Regions from separate parts of the Mus musculus genome. Here all the other regions are linked to region 1. A link is a contact called in public Hi-C and HiChIP or PLAC-seq data. All regions are on one chromosome and are shown on one strand. The core of a region is the stretch at or near the end of the contact, and the rest is flanking DNA. Distances in the headings are between cores, read along the strand shown.

What was found. Hi-C and Micro-C count contacts between places; a contact is called where the count stands out from the background. HiChIP or PLAC-seq counts read pairs in DNA pulled down with a chosen protein or histone mark.
Region 2: a contact with region 1 is called in an HNF4G HiChIP or PLAC-seq map of pancreatic cancer cells. The contact joins two enhancer-like sites. A contact is called at or near these places in 1 of 15 datasets of contacts at CTCF or cohesin (the NIH/3T3 cell line), 4 of 484 Hi-C or Micro-C datasets (the N1E-115 cell line, embryonic fibroblasts, myocytes and 1 more) and 4 of 115 datasets of contacts at active chromatin or transcription factors (T-cell acute lymphoblastic leukemia, embryonic stem cells, fibro-adipogenic progenitors and 1 more).
Region 3: a FOXA1 HiChIP or PLAC-seq map of pancreatic cancer cells shows a contact between it and region 1. The contact joins two enhancer-like sites. A contact is called at or near these places in 1 of 15 datasets of contacts at CTCF or cohesin (large pre-B cells) and 2 of 115 datasets of contacts at active chromatin or transcription factors (T-cell acute lymphoblastic leukemia and pancreatic cancer cells).
Region 4: a contact with region 1 is called in a FOXA1 HiChIP or PLAC-seq map of pancreatic cancer cells. The contact joins two enhancer-like sites. A contact is called at or near these places in 1 of 484 Hi-C or Micro-C datasets (B cells) and 2 of 115 datasets of contacts at active chromatin or transcription factors (T-cell acute lymphoblastic leukemia and pancreatic cancer cells).
Region 5: a FOXA1 HiChIP or PLAC-seq map of pancreatic cancer cells shows a contact between it and region 1. The contact joins two enhancer-like sites. A contact is called at or near these places in 2 of 115 datasets of contacts at active chromatin or transcription factors (astrocytes and pancreatic cancer cells).
Region 6: a contact with region 1 is called in a Hi-C map of Th1 cells, with 2.1 times the contacts expected there. The contact joins two enhancer-like sites. A contact is called at or near these places in 1 of 39 promoter capture datasets (cranial neural crest), 3 of 484 Hi-C or Micro-C datasets (the C2C12 cell line, the N1E-115 cell line and Th1 cells) and 2 of 115 datasets of contacts at active chromatin or transcription factors (fibro-adipogenic progenitors and heart atrium).
Region 7: a contact with region 1 is called in a Hi-C map of Th1 cells, with 4 times the contacts expected there. The contact joins two enhancer-like sites. A contact is called at or near these places in 7 of 484 Hi-C or Micro-C datasets (the C2C12 cell line, the C3H10T1/2 cell line, Th1 cells and 2 more) and 2 of 115 datasets of contacts at active chromatin or transcription factors (microglia and pancreatic cancer cells).

What each region holds. Positions count from the first base shown.
Region 1 is chr1:184,259,473-184,262,172 of GRCm38.p6, forward strand. No RefSeq gene overlaps it. Among named protein-coding and RNA genes, the nearest start is that of Gm34177, 69 kb to the right of the region's middle. Within about 2 kb of position 1,444, at least 82 of the 459 cell types and tissues checked have an H3K27ac peak or open chromatin away from gene starts, as enhancers often do. A contact at or near this core is called in Th1 cells, embryonic fibroblasts, microglia and 1 more, where this site is marked.
Region 2 is chr1:184,611,654-184,614,353 of GRCm38.p6, forward strand. No RefSeq gene overlaps it. Among named protein-coding and RNA genes, the nearest start is that of Gm23349, 33 kb to the left of the region's middle. Within about 2 kb of position 1,393, at least 27 of the 459 cell types and tissues checked have an H3K27ac peak or open chromatin away from gene starts, as enhancers often do. A contact at or near this core is called in embryonic fibroblasts and pancreatic cancer cells, where this site is marked.
Region 3 is chr1:183,763,152-183,765,851 of GRCm38.p6, forward strand. All of the region lies in intron 1 of Gm34068 (predicted gene, 34068), which reads left to right. Among named protein-coding and RNA genes, the nearest start is that of Gm34068, 16 kb to the left of the region's middle. Within about 2 kb of position 1,445, at least 26 of the 459 cell types and tissues checked have an H3K27ac peak or open chromatin away from gene starts, as enhancers often do. A contact at or near this core is called in pancreatic cancer cells, where this site is marked.
Region 4 is chr1:183,807,055-183,809,754 of GRCm38.p6, forward strand. It overlaps Gm34068 (predicted gene, 34068), which reads left to right. Exons shown (of 3, transcript NR_151520.1): 3 at 2,359-2,692. Among named protein-coding and RNA genes, the nearest start is that of Gm34068, 59 kb to the left of the region's middle. Within about 2 kb of position 1,312, at least 6 of the 459 cell types and tissues checked have an H3K27ac peak or open chromatin away from gene starts, as enhancers often do. A contact at or near this core is called in pancreatic cancer cells, where this site is marked.
Region 5 is chr1:183,787,505-183,790,204 of GRCm38.p6, forward strand. All of the region lies in intron 2 of Gm34068 (predicted gene, 34068), which reads left to right. Among named protein-coding and RNA genes, the nearest start is that of Gm34068, 40 kb to the left of the region's middle. Within about 2 kb of position 1,412, at least 19 of the 459 cell types and tissues checked have an H3K27ac peak or open chromatin away from gene starts, as enhancers often do. A contact at or near this core is called in pancreatic cancer cells, where this site is marked.
Region 6 is chr1:184,572,185-184,574,884 of GRCm38.p6, forward strand. No RefSeq gene overlaps it. Among named protein-coding and RNA genes, the nearest start is that of Gm23349, 6.7 kb to the right of the region's middle. Within about 2 kb of position 1,332, at least 20 of the 459 cell types and tissues checked have an H3K27ac peak or open chromatin away from gene starts, as enhancers often do. A contact at or near this core is called in Th1 cells, where this site is marked.
Region 7 is chr1:184,532,937-184,535,636 of GRCm38.p6, forward strand. All of the region lies in intron 2 of 1700112H15Rik (RIKEN cDNA 1700112H15 gene), which reads right to left. Among named protein-coding and RNA genes, the nearest start is that of 1700112H15Rik, 23 kb to the right of the region's middle. Within about 2 kb of position 1,410, at least 44 of the 459 cell types and tissues checked have an H3K27ac peak or open chromatin away from gene starts, as enhancers often do. A contact at or near this core is called in Th1 cells, microglia and pancreatic cancer cells, where this site is marked.

The DNA.
Region 1 (2,700 bases), core at 194-2,693:
CCATAGATTTACTTGCAAACGACCTTGCTCTAGCTAATCCTTCACCAAGACTCTCTTCCTGGATGGTCCCAGGTTGTGTCAAGTTGACAGTTAGAACTAACCATCAAAGTTCCTCAGACATTCACTATGGGCCAGCCAAAGTTGATCATAACAATTTCTGTTCACTGTTTCCTGCCTTGTGTCAAGTGGGTTGCATATGTTGTCATTACCTGCAACAAAGCCACAAAGTGTAATCTCTCTTCATTTCGCTCGGGATGAACGGAGCCCACGGGGACAAGGTAGGGTTTGGGTTTTGAGTTCCTCTACTATGCATGTTTTTCCTTTTCTACTTTTTTAACTTCTAAAAGACACACAGCCACCTCTATTTGTAAGAACACCGTTGAGTGACGTCACACACTTAGAAGGTCTCATGTGTCACTATCCTGCACCTTTACAACCTTTGTCTCTCATAAATCCAAACCCCGACACCACTAAACAGGAACCACCCTTTCTGTTCTCCTCCTAGGCCCCCAGGAGGCACGCACAGCGTATTACAAATTTCCCTTGCTCTCAGAAGCTGAATAACGCTTGGCTTTCTTTATCTGCCCATCTATCAGTTTGTACTTGAGTCGAGTCTGTGGTGTTTTTAGCTATGCGAAACACTGATGTAGAAATGTTCCCCTGAGAGCCTGTTTCCGGTCCTTTTTAGAATGGACTCAGATGCTCCACTGTTCGAACCCTAGAGCCTCCTCACTGGCCCTTTGCTTTGCTGCTGTCAAGATCTTTTCTTTGCTGCCCAGGTTTCCTTTCTTGTCCTACTTTAGTTCCCTGCAGGATAAAATTCTGTTTGCCCCATAAGTCTCTCTGGTTGGCTCTTAGTTCAGTCCCTTGCACACAGTAGGCACTCAATAACTAATGACTAACTAGATAAATGCTCACTGTATCCCTGGTGCAAAGTCTTATGGTGGTAGGAGACACACATGACCTCGAGTCTGAAGATGGTGGAGAGTTTAGAAGAAGCTTGCTAAACAAAGGAAGCCCTCCTGTCTTCTAGAATAGGAAGTATACAGGGCTCTATACTTCCTGGGGCTTCTTCCAAGACCCCATGGCACCTGGATCAAGAGTCAAGACTGAGCATGCTGGAGAGTTGTCCAAGCTAGGTCAACTCCAATTTGGCAGAAATAGGCCTACAGCTTTTTCTCTGGGGTTCTTTCTCCCAACATCACACATGGATGCTAATTAGTCAGGCACGCCTTGATGCAGAACACTTGTGACCCAGGGAATTGGAGGGAGAAGCTGAAAGGGCAGCTGTGAAACAGCAGGGGCAAGGGAAGGGGAAGGGGAAGAGACTAGAAGCTGCTCTCCAGAAATAAATGCAAGTGAAATCAGGTCCAGTGAGAAGCAACTGGAGAAACAAGCCTGGTAGTCTCACAGCTGGGTGCCTTTGCTTAAAATACCCAGCCCTCACTTTAGGAAAGTCCCTTCCACACAGGAACATGCTGTGCTGAGAGATCTCAGAGGCTGAACCCCCTAGTGAAATGCTGACTTCAACTTTCGTTTTCACCCTGACAGGCACAGAAGTAACTTCTAAGCAAGGGCCTTGATTGTCATAAATTCACACCAGGTTGTGGTGCTGGCTTCTGTCTCACAGATGGGGAAACTGAGGCCCGGCTTAATGTAGCAATCTGCTTTCCTAGCATTCTCGGTATTTCCATCCAGATCAGGGCTCTGGATTTGGACTGTGTTCCCTGGGAAATGACCAGCGTGGTCTCCATGGTGCTGCAAACACACCCATTGAGTGGCTGCCTGGTGGCTTAGCGTGGCAGATGCGTGCTCTTCTCCCAGATCTGCCCTGGCATCCCTGGTATTTCCTGTAGATACCATCAAGAGGACATGCCATAGGCTTTGGTTTCAAAGACCAATGAAATAGGACGTGACCCATCGCCATGACTCACTTTTAGGGACTTTCTCCTGAGGAGAGCCACACAAATAGCCTGGTGACAGACTCTACTCATGTTGGTAGAGCACACACCCTGCTTCCCAATGGCTGGAAGGCAGCTGCACTAATGAACACACATTCATTAACAGAACGCAGCACTGTAAAGGCCCGTGAGGATTAAAGTGCTCTGGTGCCAGCTGTCATTCACTTACTGCTTCGTGAGGGATGCATCAGAATGCTATCCATGTAAGAGGAATTGCACACAGATCCTATTCCAGTCTGCCTATAGTCTAGCGAATGCCATTATCCGATTGGAAGTAACAGTTTGCTCAAAGTGAAGCAACACAGTTGCAAAGTCACAACAGAAGACACATTCCTACTTGGTCCAGCTGGCATCTACCTGCTCACAGGCCCCAGGGACCAGGCTTCTTTCTCATCCAAATCCCTGCCTTTCAATCACACAGGCCCCATCTACTGTCTGTCTCACCTCCCTGCCCCGTGTCAAGACCTCTTCCCAAGTCATCATCAGACCCACGGGCCTCACACGTCCCTCTCGGCTCCTGCTCACGCATGCTGTGTTAGTGACAGGGTATCATCAGTCTGACCGAGAAGCTGACTCTGAGTGTCCAGGTCTGTGAGAATGCCTGATTTCCCTTCCCTGTGAGGTACAGTCCTACAGATTTCAATAAGATGTATCATGGCCACACCTGGGGTCCAGCATGGTGGCAGCACCTCTTTGGTATTGTCCTTCATGGCCACATCTCTCCTGTACCTGCAGTTCA
Region 2 (2,700 bases), core at 143-2,642, 350 kb after region 1:
GGCTCAGACAGTGAAGCACTTAGCTTGCAAGTCTAAAAGCTTGAGTTTGGGTCTCAGAGACCACATAAAAATCTGGCTGCAGAGTGGAAAAGGGGACTGGAACAACAAAGCACCTACTATGCAGGCCTGAGAAACTGAAGTGGGATCTGCAGCACCCAAAACAAAAATCTGGGCATAGCAGCATGTGACTGTAGCCCAGCACTGAGGAGCACAGCAGAGACAGGTGGGTCCTCAGAGCTTGTTAGTTATCCAGCTTAGACTAACAGAAAGACAAGCTGCAAGTTCAGTGAGAGCCTGTCACAGGGTCTAAGGTAGAAATGTGATTAAAGACTCCCAAACATCAACCTCCAGCCTCCACAGTACCCAGCAAATGCACACATACATGTACCACAGAGGGCGAGGGAGACATGGGGTGAGCGTGCTCCTACATGGCTACAAATGAAACAAGAGACCAAGTGACTCCCCAGAAATTTATAAGCAAGCTGCTCTGGCCTACATGGCAAACCAAGTTCCAGGCCAAGCAAAAGGGATGTTTCAAACCAAAGGTGTAAGGCTCTTGAGGACTGCACCCAGAGTTGTCCCTTGACCTCCATACACACTCTGTGCATATGCGTACCTGTACCTACACACATTTGAGCACAAGAACCTGTGCACATGTGCAGGCACACACACACACACACACACACACACACACACACACACACACACACATAAAGCTTTAAAGCAAAGATAAGGAAAAAGAAAACCAGAGACTGGAGAAAAGATGTACAGATCGTGTATATAATCAAAGACTAACAATGTAGACATATCTTTTCTTTTTTAAAAGGGGGTGAATTCCTGGAAATAGCCAGCCTAGTTGTGATTAGAGAAATGCAAATTCAAGTCAAACAAGATCTCACTGTACAGCCTAGCAGGCACTCAGAACACTCCAGAGCATGAGAAACAGGGGCCACTGCTGTCCTTTGCTGACCAGGTGACTCAGTAGAATGACTTTGGCCTTTTGTAGTTTCTTATACAACCAGACACACACTTGACCATGCATCCCATCAACCCTAGGTGTTGTCTTGTTACGGTCTCCGTTGCTATGAACACCATGACCAAGGCAACTCTTAAAAAGGACAGCATTTAAATGACACTGGCTTACAGATTCAGAGGTTCAGTCCATCAAGGCAGGAGCATGGCAAAGTCCAGGCAGGCGTGGCACTGGAGAAGGAGTTGAGAATTCTACATCTTGATCCAATGGCAGACAGGAGAAGACTGTCTTCCAGGCAGCTAAGAGGAAGGTCTCCAAGCCCGTTCTTCCAACAAGGCCACACCTACTAACAGTGCCATTCCCTGGGACGAGCATATTCAAAATACCACGTGTTTACTCAAGTGAACTGGAAATTTATACTAATATAAAAGCCTGGGCATTGGTGCTGAGGAGATGACTCAGTGCATAAAGTATTTGTATTGCAAGCTTAAGGACCAGAGTTCATTCAAATCCCCAGCAACCCTAGAAAATCCAAGTGGTCATGGTGGCCAGCCTGGAATCCCAGCAGTTAGGAGACAGTTACAGGGGATCTTTGTGGGCAAGCCGACTAGTTGGAGTATTCTAGTTGTCTCTTACAAGGGTGCAGGTATTCTGAACATGTACAGTAAAGCTAAAAAATAATTAGAGAAAATCTTACCTAGATAATGAGATCGGGTTTCTTACTGTTAATGAGAGAAGCTAGAGCTAATCAAGAGAAGGCTGAGACCACATCAGCTACTAAAGTAGAATCTGAGATGGCAGCGTGAACCAGTGCTTACATCACTGTTGTAGATTAGGATAGAAATAATACAGATTTGTGTGCATACTGACACAGGCTAAATTACACACACACACACACACACACACACACACACACACACTGTGACACTTTATTAACATTGATTCTCACCTTGTTAGGACCTAGAATTAACTAGGAGAGGAGCCTCTGGACACGCCTAAGAGGAATTATCTAGACTAGGTTGGCCTCTGGCAAATCTGTGAGAGATTATGCTGTTTAGGTGAACTGATGTGGGAAAATCTATCCTGGAGATAGGTGGCACCACTCTAGGGCTTTGTCCTGACTGCCTAAAAAGGAAAAGGCTCCCTGTGCTTGGAGTTCGGACACAATGTGACCAGCTGAGAACAGCCATTTGCCTCCCCGAGCTTCCTGCGTGTGGACACAATGTGACCAGCTGTTTCAAGTTCCTATTGTCATGATTACCACAAAGGACTGTTCCTGGAACTGTGAGCCAAAAAAAAAAAAAACCAAAAAACAAAAAACAAAAAACAAAAAACACTTCCTTCCTTAAATTGCTGCTCTTGGGGTCTTTTATCACAGCAGAAGAAAAATAAGCGATACATACAACCCCTAACTCTGCCTGCTCAAAGGTGCTAGAATTGCTGCCACTCTGGCATCCTGTCCATATCTAGATTTCCAAATGTTACTCTCCCATGAAAGAAATCAGGTATTCTTGGAAAAGTGCCTGATTCTAAGGACACAGCAGAGAAACCGCAAGACAGATCTGGAGTAACTTAAAGTTTCAAAAATTAAAAGTGTGCTAAAAAAAATTAATCAATTAAAAGGTAGTTACATATCAAAAGTATTCTTCTGTCCATCCCAAAGGGCTTCCAGAAGACTAGGAAGAACTTAGGATAATACTTTCCTAGCATATACAAACTCTAGTACT
Region 3 (2,700 bases), core at 195-2,694, 500 kb before region 1:
TAATGAGAATAATCTTGATATCTAGTACCCCAAAGCAGGGTGCTGTTCACACTTGGCTGAGGGTTGCTTCTACCTTATTCTAATCCACAGAGATCCCTGTGATACTAGAAACCAAGGCTTGGAGTGGCTGAGCCATGACCCTGAACCTCCCCAGATTAAGTAAGGGTGACCCTTTGTTTGCTCTGTCTCCAAACAAAGCCCACTTGCTGCAAAGACGCACAGGCACACCCAGTGCGTTGTGCTTTTAGTATCTCCTTGTTCTGATATAATGTATGCATAACAGCCAGAAAGATCACCCCACTGACCCTCTCTTTCCTGGGAGACCTCCTGACAGACCCACCCCAAACACTTTGACCGTTTACTTCTAAAAACCCTGAGAACTCAGCTACATGCTAAACTAGCCCAGATCACAGGTTTCTCTCTGCATCAAGTGCCATCTTCTTTAATGCACAGCAAGCATGTGATCAGTTACTTGCCCTATCTATTTTCATGGACATCTATGTGGTTTTTTGTTCCCGAGGTAATAGGTCTTAACATCAAGAAGAAAACTGCTAGGCAGAAAAACCAGGCAAGTGGTGACGCCTAAAGATGTTGTCTCTTCCTTTACCTTTGAGATAACAAATGAACTCATTCTTCAAGGCTTATCTCAAATTACACAACTCTTTTCATATCATCTATCTAGCTATGTTCTATCAACCATCCATATATGTATCTATAATCTTATCTATCTATCTATCTATCTATCTATCTATCTACCCATCCATCCATCCATCCATCCATCCATCCATCCATCCATCTATCTACCCATATTTCTATCATCAATCAGTTAATCATCTATTGGTAGTAGCTAAGCCTCTTCTAGGAGTGGTGTGGGAGTGTAATGCAGACAGCTGTCCTTATGGCAAGGCCTGAGGAGTTGGGTTCCCACATGGCAAGGACCTGTGGGGAAGATTGTGCAGAATCTCCTGGCCTTTCCTGAGGGAATGCTGGGATCGCTTTTGCCTTGCATTTGGGTTTTTGGCTTTGCTATTAGAAGATTTTACTTTCACTCTGTCTGTGACAGACATTTTCCCAGGATCAGAAAAAGAAAGCTGGGGCCGTCATTTATTCTTGTTTGTCTTCGAGAATCATGGGAGTGGAACAAAGCACTGCCCCTCTGTTTGTTAATGGTGGTGATGTGGTTATGTCAACATGAGGGGCCCGGTCCGGGTACGTCAGCTAATGCCCAGATGTTCTCATTTGCCCACCAACCTGTTCCAAACAACAGCTCGATGATTATCAAGAGGTTAGAGAGGTCTTGCTGGATCATTGGTTCCAAGACTTAATAGGAACATTTGGCAGTGAGCCAAGCAACGATGAGGAACTGACTCAGGTTACTAAGCTGCAGAGAGCCCTGGGCGTGACAGGAATTAGATCTCCTGATTAGGATATGGAGAGATACTAGGCACCAATGATTAAATCAGTATTTCCTGGGTACGTAGTCCATCACCTCTCTGTACTGTAACCACAGTTGATACCAGCACGGTCACTTGGTTATGGACCAGTGTGCTGGGTTATATATTAACTGCTTCTTAAAGCTGTGTTTCCTCTTACTTGATACAGTTCATGGGTTAGCAGGAGACTGAGGGAACTGGGGAGGAGGAGAAGGAAAAGGGAGGGAAAATTGCAGTGTGCACATTATTGTTGTTAAACGTAGGATGTTCTTCAAAGAGATTGTACGTGAGAAAATGAGAAAATGAATGTAAAACCTTTCCAGCTGTGAAAAAAAAATCAATGTATAAATAAAGGTGGCCTGAGTTGTCTCAGTGTCAGTGTGTGAACTGCACCTCTTGGTTTAAGGCTGCTTTTGACTATTCTACACATCTTCCTTCTGAACCCCACTGAAGCTGGACTCTAGAAATCTATCATTTATCTATCTGATCTTTGGCCTATCTTCTCTATCTCTATTGTTATTTATATGTCGTTTATTCACCCATCTGTGGTTGTCTGTTTTCCATCCATCTCTTTTCCTCCTTTCCTTCCTTCTACTCCTTCTTCATCATCTGTCATTATGTGAGTAGCTTTCTTATTTTCCTTTTAAAAATGTTATGTCCATAGGTGCTTTGCTAGCATCTGTGCATGTACACCATGTGTGTACAGCGTCTGTGGTATCTGAAGAAGTTGTTGCATCCCCTGGGTCTGAAATGTCAGATGGTTGTGAGCTATCACGTAGGTGCTGGAAACTTAGCCCATGTCTTTTGCAGGAGCAGCAAGTATCCTTAACTGCTGAGCCATCATCTTTCCAGCCCCAGTTTTCTGATTTCTTTAGACAAACACAATCTATTTTGTGGATTTTTTTTTTGGTTACTTGTTCCAATTATTTTGTTTTGCATCTTGTTCCTTAATAACCTTTTAATCCTTTGTCAATGATAACAAAGAATTTTACAAATAGGAGATACTACTTACATATCTGTTGAAGTTCAATGAAATTAATTAGTGTGAAGGCACTCCAGGGCAACAGAAATCCTTTAAACAGTGTGATTACTATAGTGTTTATTTTCTGTTAATTAAAAAGACAAGCACCCAGGAAACCTTTTTTTTTTTCCAAAAAAAAAAAAAAAAAAGCTACTTTGTGTGCCATGAACAATTTCACTCAACATTTACATTCTTTTGTTTGCACCTGTATTCCTTTGCTAATGTTTTCAGTGTAGAGCCCTGACT
Region 4 (2,700 bases), core at 62-2,561, 450 kb before region 1:
GAAACATCATATGTAATCAGAGACTACAGGCACTTGTTTCTCTTTGCACAATTAAAACTAGGTTCTGCTATTCCTGGGAACCATATTTTTAGAGTTTAAGCTGGGTGTAATGAGAATTCTAAAAATAACATTGTGAAAGGTGAGGCTAAGTGTGGGGGGCTGAGTTCACCCTGGTGCTGGGGCAATAAAACATTATCCGTGGTCCATTTAAAGCCCTTCAGCCCTGGGATAACGTTTTTTGCTTGGACAGAAGCTTAGTTCATCCTGTTTGGACCCAACTCAGTTTCCATCGACATGGTGGTGGTCCAGGGAATAGGAACTATGAATGAGTTATTAGGGGAATTTTAAAGCTGTTGAAAAACCTCAGGGGGCAGCTTCTTTCACAGGAGCTCTGGTTACACTGAGCCGAGAGGTTTGGGGTATCCACTGTTGGGACCACCACAGCTGGCCAGCTCACAGCCTTCCAGCATGAGGGCTCTTCTTAGAATCATGCTTCTTAAGCCCCGAAGGCTGCCAATAATAACGATCTCTGGGTTGGCAATGAGAGAGCCTGTAACCTCAGACCCAGCTCTCGGCACCCAGTAGTGTGCCTAAACTATGATACATGCCTTGTAACAGATGTGAGAGACTTCAAGATTTTAATAAGTCCAGGCTTTGGAATGGATATAGATTTCCTGGATGGAAAAGCCCTATATTAACTGTCCCACCCACAGCTCCTTTAAACACACATGAGCACTCATCACACACGAAGCCCTCCGTGCATGTGCGCATTGCCAGGTTCCTGCTTGAGGCAGACCTGACCCCAGCAGCAGATGGGCATTATCAAGTTTCTTATCACATCCTTGCCATCCAGTAACTTGACGTCTCCTGTTTTTTGGGCCGTGCTAATGAGGCTGATGTTGCAAGCTTACTTTTGCTGATGAGCTACATGGCTTTCCTCTTGTGTGTTCAGGGATATTTTCCCTAGCTTGTTTGCCTGTTTATTTAAACTCAACCTGCAAGTCTGGGTCTGGGATAAGATCACCGACTGCTTGTCTGTTGGCTCACAAATGTCTTGCTTCAGATGCAGACAAGATCTGAGATAAGCTAGTTCCATATGGGCACAAGTATATGAAGAACACTGGATGTGTTGTTAATACCAGCAGGGCAGCGTCTGATAGACTAAACTAACCCTGATTCTCTAAGCAGCCTTAGCCCAAAGCAATGGCAACAATGATTTCTGTGACCTTGAACATGTACAGGGCATCTGATCACACAGTGCCTTCTGCAGGGGCAGGCAAGAGCCATCTACATTTATGTTGTAGCCTGAGTAAACATAAAAAGAATTCTTACTTTCCTATGTACACAAATGCTTAGTAGCACTCCCTGGGGCTGAGGTTACTGTTTGAGAATTGTGAATGCACAGTTGATAGTAGACTGAACAGCCTACATAACTTTCTGTCAGAAAAGCGGTGATTTTAGCAATGGTGAGGTGTTTGCAAGTGGTCAAATCTAACTCCATCATTTTTAGACTGATATCAAATTACAGGCTGGAGAAATGTCTTTCTCAACATTACCTGGCATTTGGTATATATCTGGAGTTACTTAAGACTCAGGCCAAACTCTATCAGGGTTTTGTTGATTCTGTCAAGTAAGGTCTACCCAATGGACTTTTCAGTATCTTTTTCTTTGTCTCTACTCTTTTTATTTTGTGTCCCTTTGCCCAGTGGCAGCAAGGAGTACCTACACTTTTGTTCTTTCTCAATAAGTCTTCCCCTAAAACTATTATTCAGAAATCACCAGACCAACGTGTTCACACCACCACACAAACGAATGAAAAGCTGCTTTCTAGCTTTGTGTGCCTTGTAAACATTAAATTGAACTTGCGGTCAGATTTAGTTATGGCATCCGAGCAGCCTCAGGTCAGCACAGTTTGGGAAGCAATGGTCAAAATGGTCCATAGCTTGGATCTCATCGGTCCAGATTTATACCTGTTAAAGAATTGTGAGCTGATAGATTGGGCAAAAGCCATTAATTCATGTGGTTTCCTAACAGTTACAGAAATGAGAACCAAAGGAGACAGTGAGTTTTCCCCATGCTCAAGGAGCTAGTTAATGATGAGGCAGAGGTGAGCCTTTGGGATCAATCATCATGAAGGTAATGGGCTGAACAAAAGATGTTCCATGGGGGGTCCCTTTCCCCATTCCTCTAAGAAATGCTTTCTGGATGACTGTGTGGTATATGTGCATAGTGTTTAGTATGTGTTTTTGAGGTGTGTATACGTCAAGTTTGCCTGGTATGTATATGTGTATGTATATTTGTATTTGAGGTGGGTATATGTACATAGTTTATGTAGTATGTCTATTTGTGTATTGACAGAAGCCACCTAGGAAAGGCCATGTGGGAAGCAAGTGAGTTTCCTGGAGACAGCCCACCATTTTACATGGATATGACGGGTACAGTCTGGAGAGGCCCAGCCCCAGAAACGTCCCAGGATGGCTTTTTACTTCTGATAAAACTTTCTTCCTGGGCATCAGCCCACCCTATTGAGCAAATTCGACCCTGCAGATCAGCATGAAGATGAACTTTCATGAATTAATGCTCCTTAGATGAATTGATTACTTCCTGATTTGAGTCTAATGATTTTAGGAAGAATGTTTAAGGGGATAGTTTTAGTTGTTTTGCCAGAAGATGTAATAAAGGTAGAATCAAGAATAAAAT
Region 5 (2,700 bases), core at 162-2,661, 470 kb before region 1:
CTTCACTAATGTTATTCTTACTGAACACATTTTTGAACTGTTCTGCTGGGCATAGAGTAAACACAATCTTTTGAGTATTCTCCACAATACTAACTCAATTCCACTGCTTGATGGGGGATGTGATTTGGAGGAGTAGCAGGTGATTGTAAGGGCTATATAAGATTGCAGCTAGGTGTCATTTCTTTTTCTTTTGGAATAGCTAGGATCAATTTAGATTCACTCAAATGAAGGAAAGCTAAGGGGACAATTGAACAGCACAACACTGCTTACAAGTCTGGACTCTACTTCATGGGGTTGGATCATCCCAGCAATTGTGCACTAGAGGAAATGTGGAGTGGCAGAGCACCCTCTCCCCAGATACTTCTCTAAAGGGGTTGGCATGCTGATGGGTCATGTCCCTGGTGCAAGAGTCAGTGCATGCTAAGATAGTTAACAAGTAGTGGCGCTCCCTTAATTTCCCTTGGAGCAGGCAGGAAGGTCAAGGATCAAGGTGAGAAACCCTAGTAATCTCATTTGTTTGTTTGTTTGTTTGTTTGTTTGTCTCTCTTGCTATTCCTACCATTGGACCAGTCTTGCTTTGTCCTTGATCCACAACTGTTCTTGAGGAAGTTACTTTGAATTACATCCAGATCTGACAACAGCAGACCAAAGAAACCTTGTTCCATCCAGGTTCATATTAGTGAACAATGAGTTTATTAGAATTACCTACCAGGGTGACTCTGATCTCAGTACTGGTGATGACTCGTGGAAGCTATACCACTGGTATCTTCCATGCAACTTACAGGCAGGGCTACCCCCAAAGCTTCTGATTGTCTTAGCAATTACTTACTGATTTTTGGTAAGGGGCTTTAAGGGTCTTGTGAATTTTGAGTTTCCCAGATCTTGTAAACTTGTGAGTTCCCAGATCCTCTGACCCTTTTCCTCTCTCTAGGAGGGGATGTTTCAACCTATAGAAAATAGGTACATGATATTACTACATGGCATTGACAGAGTCAGCACATCTGGAATAAAGCTTTCAGCTTAAAACAGGAAAGAAGGATGGTGAGGGTCTGTTCTCATCAGGACTTCTGCCTTGACACATGGCCAATCCACCTTACCAGAGTGCTCCTGAATGACTCCAAGGCATAGGCTATGCTTACAGAGTGTTTCTTTGTCAGAAGGCATAGCTTCCTCAGGAAGGCTAAAAAGCTGATGTTTATTCTCCTCCTTACAGCCTTCTGGTCACACCCTCCTTGCTGGTAGTGTTATGTCCTCTACTTAACAGAAGTGGAGATCATCACTTAGAAAGGTAAAGTATCTCACCCCAGATTTTGTTCTGAGGGTTTTCAAGCCAGGGTTAGATTAGGGTCTGCCAACAGTTGTGTACTGAAAATGACTTGCACTTGGGAGTCAACAAATGTCATTGTCTCTTTCCAACCCAGTGCAGAGTGTTGAAATTGTGAAATGAGTCATGATGGGAGTATTCACACCATGGTAATGAACATGAGTCGCAAACCAGAGCTTCTGTACCCACACTGGAGAATTAAACATTAACATAATAACAAAACAGACAAAAACCCAGTTATGTGACTTTAATGTCCACATTCTTTTCATTGTCCCATGTTTCTTTGAAAGGGCTTGAAAGAGTTTGGTTTATACAAATTGGATCATTTGGATTGCATGTATTATTTATAAGACTAGACACTTGTCTTACTGTGGGCTGCATTCTAACACTAACCAGTCAAAAGAGGAAACGCATAGTACAGAACACTCTTTTGTAATCAGGCTCTACTTGACATTCTCTCTCTCTCTCTCTCTCTCTCTCTCTCTGTATATATATATATATATATATATATATATATATATATATATATATATATCCTACAGAAGTAAAGAGGGAGCATGTCTGGATGATTGAATATTCCCAATTCACACTGCGTTAATGTAGGGCTTTGGGCATCAATTTTACATGCATAGAGCAAAAGAACCCATCCATGCACAGTCATGGAGTCTAGAGAGATACCATGAGGTCAATTTTTGAATCAAGTCACTACTTACAAGTCTCAGTGCAAGTTCTTTAACTTTTCTATGCTTCAGTTTCTACATCTGTCATACAATTGTATTATCCTTGAAGTAAAGAATAGGAAGAGATGGTAAATATATTAAAGACATGTAACTTTGCAGTTTTATTAACAACACAGTAAATACTCAGCGAACAGTGGCTTTTAAATGTGGATTTGTAACAACCTAAACCCACCTGTGCCTGAAAACTACATGCTAATATATCCTGGTATTTAATAACATATTTATTTATCTCACTGAACCATATCTGAATTCTAGGACAATGTGACATTTGTGCTGGGTATAGTAAGAAGGGAAAAGAAGGAAATTCTGAAGCTCAGTTCAAATTGCAATAGTCGGCCAGGCTTATGCATAGTCCTTGAGTTTTCACCTTCATTTCTCCCCTCTCTAAAGTAGAACTAAGTAATATCATTTAGCTTATATATTGCCAGACTTAACTGTGACTTCTAGGAACATGCTTGAAATGTATCTTTATAGATAACTCAGTTTTTATCATGGCTAAAAACATCAGCAGATATTTTATTACTGCTGGGATGGAGTTTTAGAAGTCTGAAGTTTTGATCTACACACTCTAGAGATAAACATATTTTTTTTTAAGTCAACTGGGCTGGGAGGAGAGTGTTAAATATTGAAGTTGGG
Region 6 (2,700 bases), core at 82-2,581, 310 kb after region 1:
TATACTTCCATATATTATACTAATATTACACTTCCATAACTCTTTTGCAGATGCACGTGGCTATCACATGTGCTATAGACATTGCTATCTCAGTTTTCTTTCAAAGTGCCCGAAGTTGGAGAGATGGCTTAGTCAGTGAAGAACCCGCTGTATAGCCATGAGGATCCAAGTTCAGATCCCTAGCATCCACATAGAATCTGGATGTAATGCTAAGTACCCACAGCCCCAGAGCTGATGACCAAGATAGGAGATACTGGGTGCTCAATGGTCAACCAGTTTTGCCAAAGTTGTGAGTTCCACATTCAATAAGAGATCTTAAATATTAATAGAAAAAGCAAGAAAGGAAAATATCTGACCTTTAGCTTACACACATACACACAGAGAGAGGGGGAGGGCAATGGTGCAGGTATATGCCCACACATACATGCAATGCACACACACACACACACACACACACACACACACACACATCTTGAGTTTATTTCATAATTGTCCAATTTTCCTTTAAGAAGGAAAAAAAATGTTGCCTCCTGCTCTCAACCCTTGTTATGTCCATCACTCTACAACTTGGCCCCAAACCAGTTCTTTCTATAACTTCATCCTAACTCTTCTGTGGCAGAGACCTGCACTTAATGGACACGTCCCTGATCCCCTCTCCTGGCTGACTTTATCTGTGCCAGCGCAGGCAGAATGATGGGAAACCAAGGACGACCTAGAAGGCTTTGCCGAGTGAGGGGAATGAACAACACACTCATCGGAATCAGGATCTCTTATGATCTAAACATTTTTATTAGAGGAGGGCTCCTGATGAGAGCAGAGCATCTTCCCAAGAGCCCCAAACAGTTCACCATTTTGCTCAAGTGATTGTAGCAATCAAGGAAGCTCATTGGAATCTCGGCTACCCAAGCAAACATGGGCCATCTAGGTTCACCAAAGCAATGTTCCATGGATCCATCATCTTCTGACAATGACCTTCTTACACGTTGTCACCAACCCCACCCAACCCCTGTCTGTGTGCATCAACTTTCTGTATAGACAAGCTCTGTGGGCACTTCCTGCCTAAAAGACAAGTACTGACACTTGTTCTTCAAGCAGAGAGTTGTGGTGCTGAAGATGGGACTCGGGATTCTACGAGTACTTCGCAGATGCTCTAAGATGGAGCCGCATGCATCCCCAGCCCTCTCAAGGTTGGGAAAGAGACAGGACAACGATGTAGCACCTTCCATATGTCACTGGGTAGGTGGGTGGTTTGCTCATAACTCTTCTCCTCTCAGCAACTCACTGAAGCTAACCAGAAACCAAGTAACAGCAGGAAGCCACAGATAACTGCCAGCTGACTTTCGTCTCAGACTTCCACTTTAAATTGGCAAAACTTATGTTTGTGTTTGACAGCCCAGTGGTGGCTCAGCAATTCGAGACACAGAATCTCTTTCATTTCCACATTGCCTGGTTTCCCAGAAACCACGCTCAGATCTCTGAGCCACAACAAAGAGATGCACACTTAGCAAATCAACCCCCTTTGCTTCTTCCACGGGAGCATATGCATTTTCAATTTGGCATTTCCAAAATGTCTGCACCTAAGGAAACAGAGACACTTTTTAAAAGGCTGTTTGCTTTCAGCTGAAAATAGTTACCTCTTAAAAATATCTTTGTTCATGGACACGAGAAGTGAGCAAGAAAACCACAGCCTTCATCTCATAAGAGCTGCAACACTCACCATCTGAGATTAACAAGATGTACAACAAAGAACCATGCCAAGAAACTTGAATTGAGTGGGTCTGAGACCCTGGCACGCAGGCACCCACCTGAGAGGGTAAGTGTCTCCCTGATCCCTGCCAGATTCCTGGCCCAGAACACGTGGCCACACTACCCATGTCGCTCAAGTAGCCCAGAACAGAATTCTACATGCTAACAAGGCATCTAGATGCCCTGGAGGTTTAACCAATAAGCTTCCCTTCCCAGACATTCCTTCCTGCAAAAGGTATTTAATCTCTGGTCCACCCTGAGAAGGTGGTATGCACCCCTTTTCCACAATGAACAAGCAATAAACTGTTTGGAACCAAGGACTGTCTCTTCCATCAAGGACCACTGTGGGGAACATGGAAAATACCTTTGCCTACAGAGCCACAGCCTACAGAAGGCCCCTTTGTGCTCCCAGACAACCACTGCTAAGCTAAGGACAATAGCAAATGAGCTAACTCAGCATTCCCCATTCCCCTGGCCCTGGGCTCATCATCATCCTCAGCCCTCAGGACTCCAACTCCATTCCCAGCTCCCTGAGACCCAATGGCGTCAAGATGTCCAGGAGTTTGGGAGCCCTAGGCCCTGGCCTCGGCGCTAACCCATGGACCTCCGGCCCTCTGTTCCTGACTCCACTGTGCAGTTTTCCAGAGGTGACTGGATTCCCGGGAGTCAGGGAACCCAGCTTCGGTGTCCCTCCCTGAGCAGTGTATCAGCGCTTCGATTGAGCCCAGCACCTGACAGCACGCAGGCTAGCCCACAGCAGGGCAAAATGCAGACCCACAACATGACTTACAGGAAATACTACATGCTCAGCAAACGTTAGTGGAGATGGGGTAAGAAAGGAAGGGAAGAGGGCAGAGGGAAAGGGAGGAATGCTTACATACATAGAAAATTCCACACTAATAAGTAAGAAACTATTGGCTGTTGACAGATAAGTAACTGAGACATTGACCTAAC
Region 7 (2,700 bases), core at 160-2,659, 270 kb after region 1:
ATATTTATGTCTGCAACTCACTCGTTTTCTCCTGATAGGTCTCTGAGAAGAGATTGTAATCAATTTACCAAGCCCAGACTTCAGGAAATTTTCGTATCCACAAAAGAAGCTCTGGTTTGGAGGTTTGTCCAGTGTCTGCACCCAGCCTTCCTCCCGTACGCATGCGCTTATTTGTGCCTTTTTCCCCAGCACATACTTCTCTCTATACAGCTTTACTGGGCACACTGGCATTAGCTTCCCTTGGTTCACTGGCCAGTGGTTTATAAAATGGCAGAGTATATATGTCTGGTTTGTCACCTTGGAAGGCTTCATGTTGTCTCTGGGAGGAAGTAGCAATTATTCATACATTTTGTATTTAAAGATTTACCTTCTCAATATTGTTTCAGGAAATTAGAATTTAGAGGTGTGTGTGTCTGTGTCTGTGTGTGTGTCTGTGTGTGTCTGTGTATATGTGTCTGTGTGTGTTATGTGTCTGTGTATGTCTGTGTGTGCCTGTGTGTCCTTGTGTGTGCCTGTATGTGTGTCTGTATGTGTGTGTCTGTGTGTGGTGTGTGTAGTGTGCCCATACCTATTTTCTTTTCAGTGTTATAATCCCACACTTTAGTATTTTGAAAACCAAACAGAAAGCTTTGAGCAGCTTTTCAATGTAACCATAAATTTACTTTTAAAAAAAAATCCCTTTGAAGAAGTCATCAAATAAATTAGCCAAGTTGGAAAAGCGCCTGTAGTTTGTGTTGGCTTTGGGTCTTAGGGAGCCCCCTTAATAAACAACATCCAGTGGACTCAGGCAGTAACAATGTAATTTCAATGATTAATCAAGTGTTAAAACTAGTTTAACCTCTCCTGTTTTACAAACTCTCCATCACCCTGACTAAACTAATAGAGGAATAAGACACCCATCTGGAAATCTCATCTGAAATATTAGATTGGGAATCTAAAATTCAGCCAAATAGTGTGGCTTGTAGGGATATCCTGTCGGATAATAAATTGCATTAATCTTACTTAAATTTTCCATCTAAATCATGTCCTGAAGCCGTATTACTATGAGGGAAAAAAAATGCCTTGCTTTAATGCATTGTGCTACTGAAAACGATATTAAAAGGAGGGGGGAGGGGAGAGCTTTCCTTTCTTGTTTTGACTCTGCTTGATTTTCCACCATAAAAAAGAAAAAAAAAAATAGCCCACATGAAATTTCAGGATTCTTCTAAACCAGCGGAGGCCCCCTTGAGCCACCATCAGCTCTGCCCGGACACCAACAGGAAATAATGGTAATCTCTTTCAGGAACTTTGAGGAACTTTTCCCCTAATTTATATGTTTCTTCCCTGTTGGTGAACTCTGAGTCATAGTGGCTCATAGCAATTTGGTCTTTGTTGTTGTTTCCTTTGTGTGTGTGAGTGTGTGTGTGCCCATGTGTCTGTGTGTTGTGGGAGTTGTGCTTTCTCACCTTCTCTTGACTTTCACACTTCCAGAACTGTAGCATACATCTTCCTAAAGATGTTCACTATGAATTTATTATTCCTTCTACTTTTAATAGAGAACAGTCATCTATGCCAACACATTTCGAGCACTTTCTTATAGCTACCAGAAGAAAAGGATCTCGCTGTGGCTTTCTCAGAGCTCTGAGGAAGAACTCGGCTGGCCCTGAAGCCCCTTGCGGTTCTGACCCACTGTCTGCCACTTACTGCCTGCTGTCAGTATGAAGAGCATTAGAAGGTGTTAGAATAATGTTGACTCAATGTGAAACCACAAGTCCTAGGAAATATTGACTCACCTCTGTTGCTTGGAAGGTGTCTGCTCTGTTAGAATTTACAGAGAGAGAAGGGTCCTGGGGCAAAGTCTACTACCATCATCCCCATGCCCTTGGAAATAGCTAAGAAGAGAGGGGTGTCACTCATCAGAAGATGAGTGTCCCATGGCCTCTTATGTCCATCCCTAGATTGATCCTCACAGCACCGTCTCTATGGTCACCTGTGGAGGAAGAAGTAGGAGTTACATAGTTTAACCCCTTGTCAGTGAGTACTGGTAAGGGGTAGTGTGACGACAAGAGCTGAGGTCTCCAGTCTACTGACAGCTCAAATGGCCAGTACGAGTATTAAGTAGATCTACTTCTAGGCTTCTGTAGATGTTCTAGGGGCCCCTTGAGTCCAGACTATCATACCCCCAAATGAGCTGTGAGCACTGTAAACTCAGCCACCAAAGCCACCGGGCTTGTGATTATTCTCTCCCTCCATCTCACAGTTCCTCCCTGTATTCAGAGCTCCTGAATCCTCAGAGGTTTACATGAGAAGCACATCTGGTATCCACCCCTCCTCTCGATTCTATTATGGTATCCTATCAAGTCCTCGGGGCCTCTCCTATGAAAAGACTCTTAACAGTTAGCAGCCATCGCCTTCACCTGACCCTTCCTCCTACTGGACGATCACTCTACAATCACAGTGTGTTGATTCCTCTGTTCCCACCTCCTCCAAAGCCCCCATCACCCACAGAAGCAATCCCTGCTGCAAACTTCCCAAACTTCCTTGCTGTATATGCAGACTTCCCTAAGGACTGAGTCTTATGGCTCCTTTTAGAGTCTACATGGCCTGCCACCCTGCACAAGGCTAGGTTGAACCCTGAGTTCTAGACTTCACCTGAAGTCCAGCATGTCTTCAAACATGTTGAAATGACCACTCTGCTTATCTCGGACTGGCCCAAGCATC